Regions from separate parts of the Sus scrofa genome. Here region 2 is linked to region 1. Evidence: chromatin contacts called from public Hi-C data. All regions are on one chromosome and are shown on one strand. The core of a region is the stretch at or near the end of the contact, and the rest is flanking DNA. Distances in the headings are between cores, read along the strand shown. Region 1 holds the start of LOC100626206 (ATP-binding cassette sub-family A member 10). Region 2 has its middle 120 kb from the start of FAM20A.

Region 1 (3,408 bases), core at 528-3,027:
TTAAACGTGGTAAAAGCGTATTTTAGTGCGGTCGTCAAAGGGAAGATAGACTCAGAAGCGTGCCTAAATATTATTAATATTTTTGTGTGTCAGGTTTACGCGTCTCTGAACAGCCTTTTCAAGAATTCGCAGGGTTTTACTTTTGGGGAAAGTGTAGGCTTTAGGACAAGTTGTTTCTTCCTGTGCTTTCTTTCTTCTTTGAAAAAGTCTTTGATGGACCCCCTCCAGCCCTTAACACGGAGATGGGTGTTTCCCCTTAGAAACTCTCAGGGGAGAACTGAGATGGCTTTACCTTTCATCAAAAAAGGAGACGTCTAGTCAGTTCTCTAAACATTGTAATTTGTATAGAACATCAGCACTGATACGCATGAATTTCAGTCACCAGTGCTGTGATGCCGAAAGACCGCCTCCAGGATTTCAAGTTGAAAACGCAGAAGCAGCCCCGTTATCCGTCAGGTGCACACCCCAATCACTCCAGCAGACCCTGCGCACCCGAGTCACTCCAGCAGACCCTGCGCACCCCAGTCCCTCCGGCAGACCCTGCGCACCCCAGTCACTCCAGCAGACCCTGCGCACCCCAGTCACTCCAGCAGACCCTGCACACCCGAGTCCCTCCAGCAGACCCTGCGCACCCGAGTCACTCCAGCAGACATGCGCACCCCAGTCACTCCAGCAGACCCTGCGCACCCCAGTCCCTCCGGCAGACCCTGCGCACCCCAGTCCCTCCGGCAGACCCTGCGCACCCCAGTCCCTCCGGCAGACCCTGCGCACCCCGGTCACTCCGGCAGACCCTGCGCACCCCGGTCACTCCAGCAGACCCTGCACACCCGAGTCCCTCCAGCAGACCCTGCGCACCCCGGTCACTCCGGCAGACCCTGCGCACCCCGGTCACTCCAGCAGACCCTGCACACCCGAGTCCCTCCAGCAGACCCTGCGCACCCCGGTCACTCCGGCAGACCCTGCGCACCCCGGTCACTCCAGCAGACCCTGCACACCCGAGTCCCTCCGGCAGACCCTGCGCACCCCGGTCACTCCGGCAGACCCTGCGCACCCCGGTCACTCCGGCAGACCCTGCGCACCCCGGTCACTCCGGCAGACCCTGCGCACCCCGGTCACTCCGGCAGACCCTGCGCACCCGAGTCACTCCGGCAGACCCTGCACACCCGAGTCCCTCCGGCAGACCCTGCACACCCCAGTCCCTCCGGCAGACCCTGCGCACCCGAGTCACTCCGGCAGACCCTGCGCACCCCGGTCCCTCCGGCAGACCCTGCGCACCCCGGTCCCTCCGGCAGACCCTGCACACCCGAGTCACTCCGGCAGACCCTGCGCACCCCAGTCACTCCGGCAGACCCTGCGCACCCCAGTCCCTCCGGCAGACCCTGCGCACCCCAGTCCCTCCGGCAGACCCTGCGCACCCGAGTCACTCCGGCAGACCCTGCGCACCCCAGTCCCTCCGGCAGACCCTGCACACCCGAGTCGCTCCAGCAGACCCTGCGCACCCCGGTCACTCCGGCAGACCCTGCACACCCGAGTCGCTCCAGCAGACCCTGCGCACCCCAGTCACTCCGGCAGACCCTGCGCACCCCAGTCCCTCCGGCAGACCCTGCGCACCCGAGTCACTCCGGCAGACCCTGCACACCCGAGTCACTCCAGCAGACATGCGCACCCCAGTCACTCCAGCAGACCCTGCACACCCGAGTCACTCCAGGCATCCTAGCTAACGAGGACTTCGATTTCGATTTCCATCTGCAGGCATCTTACCTCTCTGCCTCCTAAAAGGCCACCCGTGAGTTTCAAGGCGAGATAGGAGGTCTTTGGGATTTTAGGAATGACTGTCATATGATTCAGCTTTCCTTTCCTCAGTGGTTTCCTAGACGCCATCACATAGGCACGCAGAAGCCTGCCGTTCCAAGGGCAGACCAGTGTGGCAAACCTCTGAATAACAGAAACCCAGAGCTGGTTCTTATTCCTGGAGTACTTATTTATTTTTTTTTAAACTAAGGGACAACTGGATTCTAAATATTATTCTGACGTCTCATTCTCTGACTGACTTGAGATTGTTATCAGGTCAAGATTTGGCAGAAAAGCTTACTTTTGAGACAAGAGGGAAGAGACCTCTCACCCCGTAGCCCTCATCTGTGTCGTAACCAGAGAGCCTGGAGAGGAGGCTGAGCTGGCAGGACAGTGTGCACTCATTAATACTTCCTGCTTTTAAACCAAAAAAACCCCTCGTGAATGTGTGTTACTTTGCTTCCAGTGAAGACATCCGGGACTCTGTTTTCAAAGTGTTCAGAAGCTTTTTTGTAACTGGAATTTTTTTTTCTGGGGGGTGGTGTGTCTTTTTCTCACCTCATTATTGGTCCACAGTATTTACTTTTCATCTCTCTCAATGAACAGGACAGAATGATTAAAAAGGAGATAAGTGTGTGTCAACAAACTCAGGCCCTTCTCTACAAGAATCTTCTTAAAAAATGGAGGATGAAGAAAGAAAGCTTATTGGTGTGGTCTGCAAATATATAGTTTTCCCTATTTAGTGAATGAAAATCTACTATTTCATATTATGCCATTTTTCTTGCTTTTTTATGTTCACAAATTCTACGGGCTCGTTGATTTGGGGTTCTCAATATAGTACTTGGCAAATATTGCAGAATAGGTTAAAGATTATGGCAAAAGGTGAAATTAACTAAAGGGCTCATATGTCAGTTCCTGAAAAACAAAGTAAGTGGCATTTTTATTGAATAGAACTAGCCATTCTCCAAAGATGTGATCCATTTGAATCTCGTGGAGTCGTTCTGATTTACCCTGGGCCAACTTCAGTATTAGGAAAAAAAGAGAGAGAGAGAAAAAAAAAAGAAAGAGGCAAAATGAAATAGATTTTAAATGAGTAACTCAGAGTGCTCTATTGGGGACATTTTGATAAAATTTTGGTAATTGGTAAGGCTGGAGAAAAATTCATTAGCAAAAAATGAGGGAAGACTGTGCAGTATGTTTGCTTTCTGCAGATTTTTTAGTACAGGGGCATGGACCTTAGGATGAAGAGATTTGCTCTGTGTTACCATGAGGTGTGGCTGGAGCTGCCATGGCCACATAGATCTGGGTCCTGTTTAAAAATAGCCACTAACATTTCAGTGGGAGCTCACAGAGTTCACAGCCCCCTTTTTATTGTGCGATGGCTCCTAAAACAGTTCAGTTCTACTCCGTTAGTATGTTATGTTGATAAAGGGTACCATTATAGTGGTCACCCACTCAATTTTTTTTGGTATTTAATGATTTTTATTTTTTTCCGTTAGAGCTGGTTTACAGTGTTCTGTCACTTTTCTACCGTACAGCTTGGTGACCCAGTTACACATACATGTATCCATTCGTTTTTCTCACATTATCAAACTCCATCATAAGTGACTAGACATA
Region 2 (3,206 bases), core at 77-2,576, 320 kb after region 1:
GAAGTATCTCTCACCTCATACCGTCAGAATGTCTGTCATCAAAGCCTACAGATAATAAGTACTGGAGAGGATGCGGAGAAAAGGGAACCTTCCTGTACTGTTGGAGGGAATGCAAATTGATGCAGCCATGATGGAGAAGAGTATGGAGGTTCCTTAAAAAAAAAAAAATGAGTTAGCATATTATCCAGCAATCTCACTCCTGGTCCTATATTCAAAAAAAGATGAAAACTCTAATTTGAAAAGATGCATGCACCTCGATGTTCACAGCAGCACTGTTTACAGTAGCCAAGACATGGAAGCAACCTCAATGTCCATCAGCAGGTGAATGGATAAAGAAGATGCGGTGTACATACACGATGGAATACCACTTTGCCATTAAAATGCATGAAATAATGCCATTTGCAGTGACATGGATGGACCTGGAGATGATCATACTAAGTGAAGTAAATCAGAAAGAAAGAGGCAGATATAGGATATCTAAAAAAAAAAATTATACAAATGAACTTATTTACAAAACAGAAACAGACTCACAGACAGAGAACAGACTTGTGGTTGCCAAGGGGAATGGGGGAGGGAGTGAGATGGACTGGGGGTTTGGGGTTGGTAGATGCAAACTATTACATTTAGAATGGATAAGCAGTAAGTTCCTACTGCACAGCACAGGGATTGGATATATCCAGTCTCTTGGGATAGACCATGATGGAAGATAGTATGAGAAAAAGAATGTGTATATATATATACACACATACATATATGTGTGTGTGTATATACATAAATATATACATATACATATATATATATACATATATGTATATACATAAATATATACATATACATATATATATATACACACACACACACATATATACACACACACACATGGCTGGACCGCTATGCTATACAGCAGAAATTGGTGCAACATTGTGAATCAATTAGACTTTAAAAAATAAAGAAGTAAAAACAAATTGTTTTCATCCTTGTTAAAAAAAAAAAAGACAAGGAAAGAAAAGTCCTTCTCCCCATCTGTATTCCAAGTTGGTATTTACAACATAAAAGTGCTTTGTTTCTGTACATTTCTCCAAAAGAACATGGGAGATTGTCTCTAAAATTCCCAGAATGTACATATGAGATTTCGTTTGCCTGTTTTTCTTCCCCAAGCTGTCCCAAAGAAACACACCCAAGGACTGCAAGAATCTTCAGGATATGAATTATGGCCTTTTATAATATTTGGTCTTTTTCCAGTTCTGCTCTGGATCTTTGACCTCACTGTGAAAAACAGCAACAGCCTTGTTTCTACTGAAACGAAGAAATAGGCTTGCAGATTGCGCCATCTCCTGGCCATAGGAAGACCCCAACATGGCAGACTCCTTTCTTGCCTTTACTGTGGCACTGAGTCTGTGCCATCAGGGTAGCGAGAGAGAAATCATCCCTCTCCCCGGAAGTTAATCTGGACCTTTGGGGATCAGCAGCTTGAACTGCATTCAAATTAAGCCATGAGTCAGTTTCCAAAGTCCAATGCTTATTTATTTGGAAGCACCTGTTTCCACGAATGAGCCACGACCCATTATGCTCTCATGGAGGCTCACACTCTGGAATAGGGAAGCACATCAGTACTTTTCTAAAGTGCTCTTAGTTGCCATCATCATCAGATGTACAAGCCACTTGGTTTTTAGTTGTCTAAACACTCTCAAAAATACTTTTGTGACTCTGACAGAGATTGAGAGAAAGAGGGGGAGGGAGAATCAGGATCTCAAATCCTCGATCTGTTTTTTGACTGAAGGTTGACCAAGGTTACGTGTGAAGGAACCATTGGAGAGAAACCTCCTCCTTCACCAACACAAGATTTGGGGCCAAACCCCTGCGTGGAACACAGGAGTTCCATGCCATCGAGCCATCAAGGAAAATACAAAATATCTTTCATTGATTATATGTTGAAATGATAATATTTTGCATACACTGGGTTAAAGAAAACACATTGTTAAAATTAAAAAAAAAAAAAAAAGACTCCATTTGTGCCTCTGTCCTGAGCCCAAAAGACAGAAGATTGAATGACCTCCTTGGACTCACATCTTAATCTAAGCCAATATCTGGGTAGAAAGAAGAGGCAAGAAAAAAATGAACCCAGGTTAGAGTCACTAGCAGTTTCTTCCTAGAGTCCCCCAAAAATCTAGATTAGATCTTCCCCAAAGTGGAATAGAGCAGGAAGAAGGAAGGTTGTACTCAGGAGGAAGATCTCCCCAGTGTCTACCAGATACTTAAGCTTCATGGAAGACCAGCATCTTAAGGAGGTGAGCCCAAGATCCTGAGTCCTAAGATGCCATGTAAAGGATTCCAGTATCCAGGCTTGGGTCTTCATCAATTTCAGCCCAGCTCTGGATGCTAGGACGCCCCCCAAACTCCCTCTGTTCAGTGTCCCTCTTGATAAAAGAGCAAAGGAGAACAGGATGTCTCATTCTCCATTCTTTCTTGGGGCCAGCAACCTTCCACAGAACAAAGTTCACCAGCCCCTTTTGAATCTGAAATAGGCTGGGCTTGTAATGCACACTTAACAGCTGTGATGAAAAGGGATGTCTTGCGGATAGCTGGGAGAGCTGAAACCCCACAATGTGGTGCCTTCCAGTCTCAGCACAGAGAGCTGGTAGGAAACACATACTTCCAAACATGGCTAGAGTTTTTTGTTTTTTTTTTTTTGAGAAAAATACCAATATTTCAAATAATACCATGAAAACAACAGTATGAATTATGTATTCTCCATGAAAAACATCCATATAGATGTTTTAAAGTAAAACTAGAATCGCCATATGATTCTGCAATCCCACTCCTGGGGATCTATCCAGAGAAAATTCTAATTTGAAAAGATACATGCACCCTAATGTTCATAGCAGCACTATCTACAATCCCCAAGACTTGGAAACAACCTAGACATCCATCAACGGATGAATGGATAAAGATACGGTACATACATGCAGCGGAATATTACTCAGCCATAAAAAGGAACGAAATAATGCCACTCAGCACTATGGATGGACCAAGAGGTTATCATACTAAGTGAAATAAACCAAAAAGAAAAAGACAAATAGCATATATGATATCATTTACATATGGAAGCTAAAATATGACATTAACTTATCTACAAAACAGAAACAGACTCACAGATATCAAGAACAGACTTATGGTTGCCAAGGGGGAGGAAGTGCAGGAGGGGT

What was found. A called contact is a pair of places that touch in the nucleus more often than the background predicts.
Region 2: a contact with region 1 is called in a Hi-C map of liver, with 5 times the contacts expected there. The contact joins the enhancer-like site here to the promoter of LOC100626206 in region 1. A contact is called at or near these places in 3 of 5 promoter capture datasets (fetal skeletal muscle, liver and skeletal muscle), 27 of 47 Hi-C or Micro-C datasets (adipocytes, adipose tissue, alveolar macrophages and 17 more) and 2 of 2 datasets of contacts at active chromatin or transcription factors (alveolar macrophages and skeletal muscle).

What each region holds. Positions count from the first base shown.
Region 1 is chr12:11,163,409-11,166,816 of Sscrofa11.1, forward strand. LOC100626206 (ATP-binding cassette sub-family A member 10) reads left to right here and starts at 1,778. Exons shown (of 34, transcript XM_021068074.1): 1 at 1,778-2,499. The coding sequence starts at 2,404. It overlaps LOC110256158 (vegetative cell wall protein gp1-like), which reads left to right and starts at 393. Exons shown (of 1, transcript XM_021068073.1): 1 at 393-1,721. The coding sequence starts at 393. The coding sequence ends at 1,721.
Region 2 is chr12:11,487,240-11,490,445 of Sscrofa11.1, forward strand. No RefSeq gene overlaps it. Among named protein-coding and RNA genes, the nearest start is that of FAM20A, 120 kb to the right of the region's middle. Within about 2 kb of position 1,327, at least 3 of the 83 cell types and tissues checked have an H3K27ac peak or open chromatin away from gene starts, as enhancers often do. A contact at or near this core is called in liver, where this site is marked.